Regions from separate parts of the Anser cygnoides genome. Here all the other regions are linked to region 2. Evidence: chromatin contacts called from public Hi-C data. All regions are on one chromosome and are shown on one strand. The core of a region is the stretch at or near the end of the contact, and the rest is flanking DNA. Distances in the headings are between cores, read along the strand shown. Region 1 overlaps BCAS3 (BCAS3 microtubule associated cell migration factor). Region 2 overlaps BCAS3 (BCAS3 microtubule associated cell migration factor). Region 3 overlaps BCAS3 (BCAS3 microtubule associated cell migration factor).

What was found. Hi-C and Micro-C count contacts between places; a contact is called where the count stands out from the background.
Region 1: a contact with region 2 is called in a Hi-C map of liver, with 2.1 times the contacts expected there. The contact joins two enhancer-like sites. A contact is called at or near these places in 2 of 7 Hi-C or Micro-C datasets (granulosa cells and liver).
Region 3: a contact with region 2 is called in a Hi-C map of liver, with 1.9 times the contacts expected there. The contact joins two enhancer-like sites. A contact is called at or near these places in 2 of 7 Hi-C or Micro-C datasets (both in liver).

The regions. Positions count from the first base shown.
Region 1 is chr18:10,489,791-10,493,228 of Taihu_goose_T2T_genome, reverse strand. The region is part of intron 15 of BCAS3 (BCAS3 microtubule associated cell migration factor); the gene reads left to right. Among named protein-coding and RNA genes, the nearest start is that of BCAS3, 120 kb to the left of the region's middle. Within about 2 kb of position 1,853, at least 1 of the 3 cell types and tissues checked has open chromatin away from gene starts, as enhancers often do. A contact at or near this core is called in liver, where this site is marked.
Region 2 is chr18:10,358,548-10,362,322 of Taihu_goose_T2T_genome, reverse strand. The region is part of intron 23 of BCAS3 (BCAS3 microtubule associated cell migration factor); the gene reads left to right. Among named protein-coding and RNA genes, the nearest start is that of TBX2, 120 kb to the right of the region's middle. Within about 2 kb of position 1,657, at least 1 of the 3 cell types and tissues checked has open chromatin away from gene starts, as enhancers often do. A contact at or near this core is called in liver, where this site is marked.
Region 3 is chr18:10,558,773-10,562,527 of Taihu_goose_T2T_genome, reverse strand. BCAS3 (BCAS3 microtubule associated cell migration factor) reads left to right here. Exons shown (of 26, transcript XR_010825687.1): 9 at 154-230. Among named protein-coding and RNA genes, the nearest start is that of BCAS3, 55 kb to the left of the region's middle. Within about 2 kb of position 1,822, at least 1 of the 3 cell types and tissues checked has open chromatin away from gene starts, as enhancers often do. A contact at or near this core is called in liver, where this site is marked.

The DNA.
Region 1 (3,438 bases), core at 604-3,103, 130 kb before region 2:
TCAAGTTCTGTTGTTTTTACTTCAGGGAGCGTTTTGCCCATAAATGGCCTTGAGCTTAGCACCAACAATATTTTTAGTTAAATAAATCCCGAAAGATGGTTACGAGGCCAGCCTTGTATGTGTGGGGCTGGTGGAGGGATTGTTTTCTAATGAGGTGCTTGGAGGCACCTTTACCATGCAGGTCTTTGAGCAACTTCAACATAAGAAACCGGTATCTGTACAAAATGGGGAGGGGAAGTAGCAAGGGAAGGAGCAGACATTTGTTTCAGATTTTCGAGGAGACATTTTTTACACAAGGCAGTTAAGATTATGGATGTCCTCGCAGCTGCTGGGGAGAGGTGGTGCGGGGCCTGGGACACTGTCGCTGTTCTGCTGCAAGTGGCTTCTTCTGCTCTTTGACTCCTCTGGTCCGCACACGCCATGTCTTTTCCATGCAGGAAAAGAAGAAATACACATGGAGGTAGGCAAAAAGTCTAGCCATACATCAATTAATTGTAGAAGTAAATGACAAGTTCAAATCTCAGATAGAGCTTAAGGTTAGAAGTGTGCTTTCATAATCCATTTCTGGACAGTTAGCGATAACGGGCAGCAAAGGGGTCATGGCAGGTCCTTCTCCTAACCCTTGCCATGGCCAAGAGGAGATTTCTGAGTATCAGCGGGACACTTCATAACTGAAGGACAAAGTTTCAAAACAGAAGGTAGTCAAAGAAAAGAGAAACTTCAGGCGGAGGAAGGGAATGTTTTGAGCAAATGTTCAGATTTTGAGAGGAAGGCACTGATGAGAAGTTGGAAGGGCTGAAGTTCAAGGAGCTTGGGTGAGAGGGCAGAGGACACTGCCTCATCTGTGTCTGAGCCACTTGGACTGGTGCTTGCATGCCTCAGCAGCGTTCTGACTTCGGAGCTTGCCTGTCACTATCACATGCCTCGCCTGTATGCGAAAAGAAAGTTCTGCTTTCTTAGGATAGTCATGAGATTTAGTGCAGCTGTGTTTCGAAAGGTTCAATATCAAGCAGTTTTCAACATTATGAAAACAAACGGCTGCAGTATTTTCTCCCATCAATTTGAATGGAATCAAGTTAGTGATAGGTTTTGGACTTGCACCAGTTTAGCTGAGAGAAAAATTTGCTCTAAGTAGCTAAATCCTGTGTGCATACATGCTGTAGCTAATACATAGTATTCATTCTTTAATGGGTTTAATTGTGTTTGAAATATTGGTGATATGGGTGTGAAATGAAGCTAATTTTGGTAGGATACAATTCAAGGAAATTGCAGTGTAACTTTGATTTGGAAGTGATTGATAAGTAAAATAATTAAAGCTTCCCGACTTCTTCTGGGAGAATGTGTAAAAATGCGTTCGACTGAACGAAACAAAACATTAAAGAAGAAACCCACTTGGGCAGTAACTAGTGCTGCCTCTGAGCGTGCCTCTCTGGACACTGTTGGGTTTGTCTGTCAGGCTCTTCCAAACGACGTCTGCACGCCAGCATTGCTTCCGCAGGGTTCTCTATGCAGGTCACAAGGCAGCGTTTCTCACCAGGGCGCTGCTGTTTCCTCTTCCGACTGTAGTAGATTACAGATTATACTGGAACATGTCTGAGAAAAGGTCAGAAAGGAGGGTGAAAGTCTTGGAACTGTAGCTGGGAAGCTTTCCATTCTCATCCGTGAAACTTCTTGTATTGAATCAAAAGCAAAGCAAAATAAACTACCACATACACGGCACTTTTGTTTTTCCTGCCATTTTCTGTTTGCCAGTTAGAAAGGATTTTATTTCCCTTGCATTATATGATCAGTGAATGTTTAGTTGAGGAATCGTCAGTGTTGCACTTAAACAGAAGTAACGGCCAAGCACTGCTTGTTTTCTTAGAACTCGGTTTGCACAAGATTGCATAGCCTCAAGTTACTGCATTTTTATTTACCAAATTAAAGATGTTTATATGTAGTGCTAATGTCATTAGTCTACGTGGTACGCTTTGAAATGTAGTCTGTTAAGACTGTAAGATACAAAAGCTCATCAAGTGGGTTTTGAATTTTAATGACATTGCATTACTGAGCTTTTTGTATTGGAGTAATGGAAGAAAAGAAACAAAAAAAATCAACACAGAATCATTTTACTATCCAGCTGAGAGGTGCTCAATACCACTTTAGTTTTTCATGTAAAGTGTATAGAGAAACTAAAATGCTTCTGATCATTATTTTCCTACCAGAAAACTCTGTCTGGGCCAAGTCCTGTTTGCCTTGCTTAGTAACAGGGTGAAAGTTCAGCATGCAGGGGTATCTCACAACACTGGAAAGAAGAAAAGTACAGTTGAAACTGCCAGGGGAAATTTAGTGGGTAAATTTATTTAATTTCAGTTTGGTGATAGGTTGCTGTTTGCATCCCTTACGTGTTATGGAGTATAGTTTTGGTTTTAAGCTGAATTATGAATGAAACCTTTCCACCAGATTGGCTGATGCTCCTGCCCGTGTGCAGGGCTGTGGTACAGATGTATTCGAGCTGGGTTTGAATACTTTTTAGTAATTTGGTCACATTAGTGTGGCACCATGAACTGAAGACCAGGGCAGAGCTGGCAGTGCAGCTCCATCAACGCAGTTCTTTCAGGAATCAGTGAAGTGTCTTCACACTGCTGCTTGCGTGCTGCCGGAGCCATAGGTACCTGCCGTGCTGCTTTTTGATGTATTTATGTCATCAATAGCTGCAAAAATTGGGATGTTTCTCCTCCTCTCACCTAAGAGACCATCTCTGATAGCAGTATCCCAAAGTGCTCTGTTGAATTGCTGACTGATTTCAAATCCGGCCTGAATTCACCCAGGCTCTTAGTTGATCAGAGGAGTTTACTGCATTAATTTCTTTCAGTTGATTGAATGCTAAAACGTTAGTAAGTCTAAAACTAGTAAGTCTAGCATGTTTACTCTGAAGTGTAGCTTTAGTTTCATATCCAAAAAAACACTTCTAAAACTTAGAAACGTGTGATTTGATGCGTTTAAATCTCACACTCACGCCTTCAGAGTATATTACAGTTTAACAACGGTTGGGGTAATAACACTCCCCCGTAATCCTAAAGAAAAGCTGGAGCTGTCAACAACCAAACACTGTGGTGGTGAGGGCACCTCGGAGGTGGCCAGGGATGCTTGGTGTCCCTTCACATCGGTCGCGGTGCCGTGAGGGCAGAGGCACCGGGCCGAGGCGCGGCGGCGAGGCCTTGTGCCGGGCAAGGCCTTACCTGGGAGCTCCCACTGATGTCTTTTCCACAGATGTCCAGCTTTGTCACAAACCAGTAAATCTTGTGAAGTTTATTTTCCTTAGAGCATCTGTGTTTTATAATGGTGCTTTTAATTTGTTTTTTCTCTGTCTGCTGGGATTTCTTTTGTCCGGCACTTTCAGGCCTCCCTTTTTTTGCTGGTGGAAGTGAGCCTGTTAATGATGGCTGGCTGGGGAAT
Region 2 (3,775 bases), core at 408-2,907:
TCAGCAGGTACCATTTGATTTCTCAGTGAGGCATAAGAAACATTTTTTAATTTTTTAATAAATACTAATAAATTATGTACAGTTTGTGAAGTCTTAATCCCCTTCCTTGAAATATTTCAGAAAGATGGATAATGAATACAAGCAAAATAAGACAACAAAACCGAGTAGGTTTAGGAAGGGGAAACTGTAAAGAGGAAAAGAGGTGATTCCTGGAAGCCGTTCGGGGGGCTGCTTTATGACCAGACGTGCCCAGCTTTCAGTTTGCAGGCAGTGGGACACAAAAACAAAATCAAGAGGAGGAGGAGGAGCTGAAAGGAATGAAAAGATGAGACTTACTTAGTAAGCAAAATTAGAAATGAAATCAGGTAGATAGATGAAAACAAGTGAGCAGACCACTACCTAATGGAAGTTGTTCTGGCATCACAGACTTCAAATCAATTTACACAATCACAGCATCTGGACAGACCTGGCTGAGTTGAGACCAGATACTAATTTTGGAATCTGAACTTTCTTGTTTTATGTACTTAAATCTGACATTTTCTGACATCGTTAATGTGCAACAACAATAGAGTTGGCATAGGTGCACACAAGTACAGGAAAGTGATTTAAAAAAGATAAAAGTGATTTTTGGTGTCACAGGATCATAGCTGTTAGCTTATCAGTTGTTATGAACATTTATGAAGCAACTTTTATCTTGAATGGACTAGATCCTCCAGCTGATGAACATTGACATGACTGCAGTGAGATTACATGGATCAGGTGAGGTTCTGGCTCAACATACGCAGTTGAATTTGCTTTGTTTCACCTTAACATAGTAGGTTTCTTGCAACAACATTAATGATTTATGGGACCTGTAAGTATTTGGGGAATATTTTAACGTTTTGGTACTTAGGAAATACAAATACCCAAACTGCCCAGCATGGTCAGCAGCAGCACTCTCTGCTTTCCAGGAGAACTGGAAACCGTGACAGTCTAGAAGTCAGTTTTACTCCTCAGGAAAAAAAAAAAAAAAAAAAAAAAGGAAAGAAAGAAAGGAAAAAAAAAATAATAAAAAAAAACAACCACCAGCACCACCAGAAAAAAAAAAAGAGAGAGAAATCAAAAAAAAACAACAGAGTATTTCTTGTTTGTGTTTAGCAATGGAGAAGGTAGCACCTTCTGAACCAGCAGGCAGCCTTGTGCCCAGCCCTGGTGCTTTTACAGCGCATTACTGGCATATATAAGGCACGAAGAGCTTTCTGTTTCTTAAACGGCTCCTTTTGACAGGCCAAAGTTTGTTGGCCAAACACCGATTTACTTTCATTGAGATACAAAACTTGGAGCGAGCGCTGCGCAGCGCGTTGCTGGGGGCTGCAGCTCTGTGTGCGCAGCGGCGCGGTGCTGCGGCCGTCCCCCTCCCGTGCTGCTCACGCACCTCCCGAGGCAGCTTTCAGCTGCTTTCAAAGCGAGCCAGCATCAGTTGGATGTGGGTGAGGTGCAGCAATTTGGGAATTGCTCCCAGCTGGTGGATAAATGATTTCCAAGCAAGCTGGGTGGCTCTTTAACTGCTCTTCCCAGTAGAAATGAGCTGAAATATATAGAAATTGTTGCTTTGACAAATAAGCTAATAAGCCACTCAAGTTGCTTTATGTATTGAATATAGTTGCTTGACAGTTAGTATTATTTTCTAATTATATTAAGTTATAAATTATTAACAAGTGTTTAATTTCAGTCCAAACAGATCCAACAAAAGGGATTTGTACAGTTATGAATTGCAGCAAAATATAAAATTGTTGAGCTTTTAGTATACGCAAACTTGGAGACCCTGGTTATTTCTCCCTCTTTCAACAGCCAGTCATGAAACTTTCTCGACCTTTTCACCTTTAAACTTTATTTGAACTTGGAAAGAAGACTTGTGAATTGTGGAGGGGAAAAAAAAAAAAGAGAAAAAGAGTGGGGGGGTCAGAGGGAAGAAGGTCTGATTATATGTTACCGTAACAGTAATACTAGCAAAATAATCCTCCTCTTGTGCATGAGTGTCTGCTACTGCAAGCTTCGGGGTAATAAGCTCACATGACATGCCTAGAGGCTAATGCTGGCCTGTGCTTTTTTTTTTGTACATATTTAAACAAAGGCTGATTATCCAAACAAGAATTTGGACTGCATCAACTGGACCAGTTAAATTATAGTTAGTAAAACTTGGCGCCTTCAGAGCTTGGAATGTTACAATTACAGCTGGATCCTCATTTGTTAGGCAGCCTTACAAAATAATAAAAGTGGAGATTTTTATCTTTATAGGACATAGCTTAACTCTTTGAATACAGAGAACTATGTGCCAAATATTACAGTTTCTGCTTAGATGTCCTATTCCAGGCCAATAAACACAATTAAAGAGCTCTGTCTGTGCTCTATAGGGCAAACTGGAGCAGCATTGCCAGCATGCAGATGCCTGCTGTGGCACTTGCAGTGGACGCGCGTTATCCCCCAGGATTTCTCTGAGATAAGAAACAAGAACACAGCAAGCAATTTGTTGTTTGATCTCCCTGTCTTGATGCTGTCTTTTTGACAGTATTGCTGGATTTTTATTTGTATTGCCTTTCTTGGAGCTTGTTCTTGTATAGGATCTAGATGGTCCTTGGAGTTGGCCTGACTTTCATCTCTCAGATGAGCTGGGAAGCTGCCTCCAACACTGGCTTCAAACCATTAGCAAACTTTTCCCTAAAAGGCTGTTGAGCCTACAAGATTGCCTCTCCCATTGCCGTGCTTCTGGGGCTGGTTCAGGATGGGTGGGTGGCACAGGATGTGCTCGCAGAAGTTAAGTTGCATTTTAACAAACTGCTGTTGACCATTGCGTGCTTGTTTTCCCTTCCGTCATCCTACAGAGGCGGCTTGGTTTTGATAAATCACTTGCAAAACCAAACTTTGGCTTCCCGGTCATGTAATATAGAGATCTGGTCGCCAATCAGAAAATGAAAGTTCTTTCCCTAAAATTAAACAAAGCATCCTTATCATCAGTCAAGAACAGAGCGGTCTGCCTTCCTTCCCGTGGAGCAGGGCCAACTGACAGTTCTCCAGGATCTGCCCAGTGGGTTTTTTGGGCACAGGTTTATCTCGGTTTCTCTTTAAAAAGTGTTTCGTGTTTCCATTTTCTGAAAACCCTGGTTGGGTAAAAATGATTGAAACTTAAGCAATTGAGACTATCCAGAATATTTGCAAGAGCCCATCAGGTAGATAATGTGTGCCAGTCTATACCAGGAGTTTATCTTCATCTTCTTTGCATGCTACAAAAACTTGGTGTTTGTTGAAGTGTGAAAAAGTGAGCTTCCTTTATTGGGACAGCTTTACCATGTCTCAGTGTACTTCTGTCCCGGTAGTGGCAATAATATGGATAATAGATAATTGCTGTAGTCATGGTACCGTGGGAGTTTTGAGAGCTAGGTGTAGGCATTTTGGAATGGGAGGACATGAGTTTTCTTACATTGAAAACTGAGAAGTCGAAGATTTTCAATCAAGATAAACTTGCAGATTCGTAAGGTGCAGCCGACTCTGGGAGAAATGATAGCAACTGGAAGTAAGAAAGACCTAAGGAAAAATTGTGAGTTAATGTTTACTCTTTTATTACTATTTTAATTGGATGACTTTACACCGTGACCTTTTAAACCGCAGCTGTTTCAAGAAGGACTGCGTGTGCGCCGCGGGCCCACGGAAGGCCGGTGGTGCCGCAGGTACCAGCTCCCATTGCCTGTGCACCCCCAGTGATCTGCCTTTTGCTTAGTTCTTAGCTGTGCCACTGGGA
Region 3 (3,755 bases), core at 573-3,072, 200 kb before region 2:
GAGAATCCTCAATAACTGCCATGTATTGGTAACCTGGCAGTTTATCACTGTAGAATTTATATTGATGCTTTTGAAATAATTACATTTAGATATTGGATCTTTAAACCAATGCATTTAATGTTTCAAGTACACGTTCCATTTCTGTGTTTTCAGAATACTTGTTGTAGTCCTGCAAGAGAAAATCGCCGCCTTCGACAGCTGTACTTTTACCAAAAAATTCTTCGTCACAAGTATGTATAATACTGGCTTCAGTCTTCTTGCTCTAGTGGTGGCATGAGATAAAGCAGTTGTTTTTTTTTTTAATTTCTGCTTTTAAATCCTGAAAGCATCTGCAGGTTTCTATGACTGCAGTTGAAATTTCAGGAAATCTGTTGCTGCAAAAAAAAAAAAAATCCAAGTGTTACTCCGTGAAGCTGTGGCTCATTGTGCTTTTTTTTTTTTTTTTTGCATTTATTTATTACTATAGCTAATTTCTCACTGTTGGGAAGAGCACCTACATTGACTTCCCTAGGTAGCTGAAGTATTTTTCAGTTCATTATGCACAAGTATGTGCAGAAGTTTGAGGTTTTGCATTTCAGGTTGCGTGTAAAAGCAGCAGTTCAAAAACAAATTGACAGCAATTTGCACACTTATTTTCTGTTGTTCCTTAGTGCCAGATACGTTTACTTTTTATTTGTCCTTACTTTAGTAGGCCCCAGAACTCAAGCAGGTCAGAAATGTATTTTAGTGGAATAACTACAGGTGGGTATTTGCCTGCAGGAACTTTTTCATGTACCTTGAGCATGAAGGAACTGTTTTTTCAGGCTTCCCTTTATCCCTCTGTAGCTTATTACTTGCCTTGTAGCAGGCAATTGGTTCTAACAGATAAGATGCTCTCCCAAAGCTATTCCACTACTGTAAGTGTCCCTTTGCTGCCCCAACATCTGTAACCCAGTAATTGACATATGGTGCAGAAAGATGGTATGTTTCCGGTGGCTTTTGCTCTGATCTGTCACAGGATGCAGGTAGGATTAGGATGTAATTTACCTGCTGCAAGATTGTATGCACCTTTGCAGTGCTAAACACCAAGGAAGCATTCACAGCAGAAAAAAATAAATTTTATCTTTCCAAGTGCTTAGTTCTAGTGCTTATCAATTAGAATAGCCTCTTAAAATGTGTAGATTACTAAGAGATCATGATGATAGTTTGGAAAGACAGGAGTTTTATCTTCAAAAAGGCAATCTGAAACTTCTGGGTGTATTTTCGATCACGATTAGAAAGTTCTAAATTATCTTCCTGTATTATCTGTGTGTATAAAGACAATCCTAGTTAGAAGGAGCTATTTCTTGTAACAGTTGGAAGCACCATTATGCAGTAATATTAAAGTTGCCAATAGGTGTCAGTTTCCTCCTATGCATGGATGTAAGATGCAGAAGAATCTGTGAGGGTTCGGTAAAGAGAGCCACGTGGGAAGAGACGTGTTTGTGTCCTCCTGTTCCTTGCTCTTCCTTTTTATTCTACCAAAGAGAAGTAGGGTACAAGCCTTGCTTTATTCTAGGTTAAAACAAAAGACCACTAAATGAAAAGCGTATTTTTACAATTCTTGTGCTTTTCCAATTGCAGTTACAGGCAAAAAAAAGACACTGCGACGTGTTTTTAAAAGTGAATTCACTGAACTGTATTTGAGGATCAGGGATAGCCTACTCCTAACCCTAACTGTCAGTTTTCAGTGCGTTTTTGTGAAGCGGTAGTGCAATTTAGAGAGGATAAAACAAAGCTTTTGTAAATACACCAAAAGATTTGAAAGCCCAAACTCCTGAAGTGTCACAACTCACACTGTGTTTCTCCCCCTGTGCTGGTTTGTAGCGTGACAAACTCGGGGTGTTCTCAGACTTCTTCTCGCCCCGGGTGCAGCCCTCGGTGCTGGGCACCCCTCATGGCTGCTGTTTCACAGCGCTGCCACAGCTCCAGCTGCTGCGGCTCTCCCCATCACCGCTGCTGCTTGCCCGTGCCCAGGAGGTGTGACTGGGCGAAAAGCGTGCCCTTCCCCTCCATGGGGGGGTTTCCTGGGCCAGGGCCTGGTTGTTCTGAGGCTTTTGAAGCTTAGTTGTTTCACTTAATAGCTTATGCTGTCAAGCGGGTGTTATGCTCTGGCATGCTGAAGGCTGCAGTACAGCTTTTGTCTAAGCTTTCAGATTTTCTGTCTGCTGAAATCTCCTCAACCTAAAAGTACATCTTTAAAGGCTTAAGTTACTCTGATGTGTTTGAAATTTGATGTAATTGAGCCACCTAGTTAGCTGCTTTGGGTTCTGACAGTCAGCCAACCGGCCAGCAGCTAAACTCTTCTCTTTTTTTAATTTAGAAGAGGGCAGTGTCAGTTTAAATTGGAAAAGTAGAAATCCCTGAAAAGGAAGCTTGGCAAAAGGGCTTATAGGTCGTTTTGTTTCCATCACTGGAGCATCCCTGCTCTGCAGAGTGGTCAGCCCGTGTCCCGTCTGGAGCCATCCCGATGCAGTGCAGCAGTGAGGATGTCAGCGCTGCCCGGGGAGTTGGTTCTTCATGGAGGAGATTCTCAGCTGTGTTATCTGACTGCTTTTGGTCAGAAGTGATGGCTTAAAAGGTCAAAAATACTAAATGGGGATCACTAGATCTTTGAAGATGTTTCTTTTACTCTGTAAGCTACTGTGTAGGAAAAGAAAATGTTTTAAAGAAAGGCCTTGGTGATGGTGTGGAAATCACATCTTCATTCGTATCAGCTGAGTAGCATGGGGGCCCTAGAACCGCACTGAGACAGCTAAGATGTAAACATAATTAAGAAGCAGCTCTTGCCCATTTTGTTGACTATTTACACATAGAAATTAAATGCAGAATGCACAATTAAAAACAGTGTCAGGAATTGTGAAGTTTGGTGTTCCTTAGCAATGCTAATGCAGCTGTGTTGCACATGAGTAGTATTTGTCTTTCTGTTTTTGTTTTTGTGGTTGAATGTATAGCTTAATATATTGTTGTAATAAATATACCATAAAATATTCAGGATGTAGAACATGGTCAAGTTCGTGCTGCCGTTGGAATGTTTAACTCCTGCATTTCCTCATTTTTTAGAGCTAAGTGAGCAAACCTGACATAGTTCTGATCTTTTTTGCATGTGATTAGATGGAAATGTGCTGATTTGCTTGAATGGCAGCCAGCCAGCAGATTTTATTGGTGCCTCGTAAGAAAAAGTCAGCGTACAGGTGTTCCAGTCTTGGCGTTTGAATTTAAGACAGTTGCTTAAACTGGAGTGGAAAATACACTGTACATAGTCATAGAAAAATTGCCAGGATATCCTTTAATCTACCCGGTGAGGTCGTCTTATTTTCACGTGTCAGCTAAGGAAAGCCCTAACTTCAGTCTGCAAAGAACCCGTGGCTGTGAGTGTTGTATGGCACTCCCTCCTCGTTCGTGCCTCCGCTCCGAGCCAGCTCAGTTTCATTAAGAAAAGATTTGCATCAAGGGGTAGATAAAGGCAAAGGGCGATTTGGTAACCTGCACTGTTTTAAGTGCTCATATGACCAAGCCTCAAAAATTCATTTGATGCCTATAATAAAAATGTGTTTCTTTCTGGTGGTTGGGAATGTTAAGGTGTGGATTTTAAAGAGATTTTTAACTAGTTAAGGGTTCATGTAACATTTCCTTCAGGGCCTTTTGCTGGGTACTATATGTGATAGAGCAATGAGAAATGAAAGTGATACACAGGCTTTTCTTCCTACTTTGCTCTAAAGAACAGATGCAGAAAA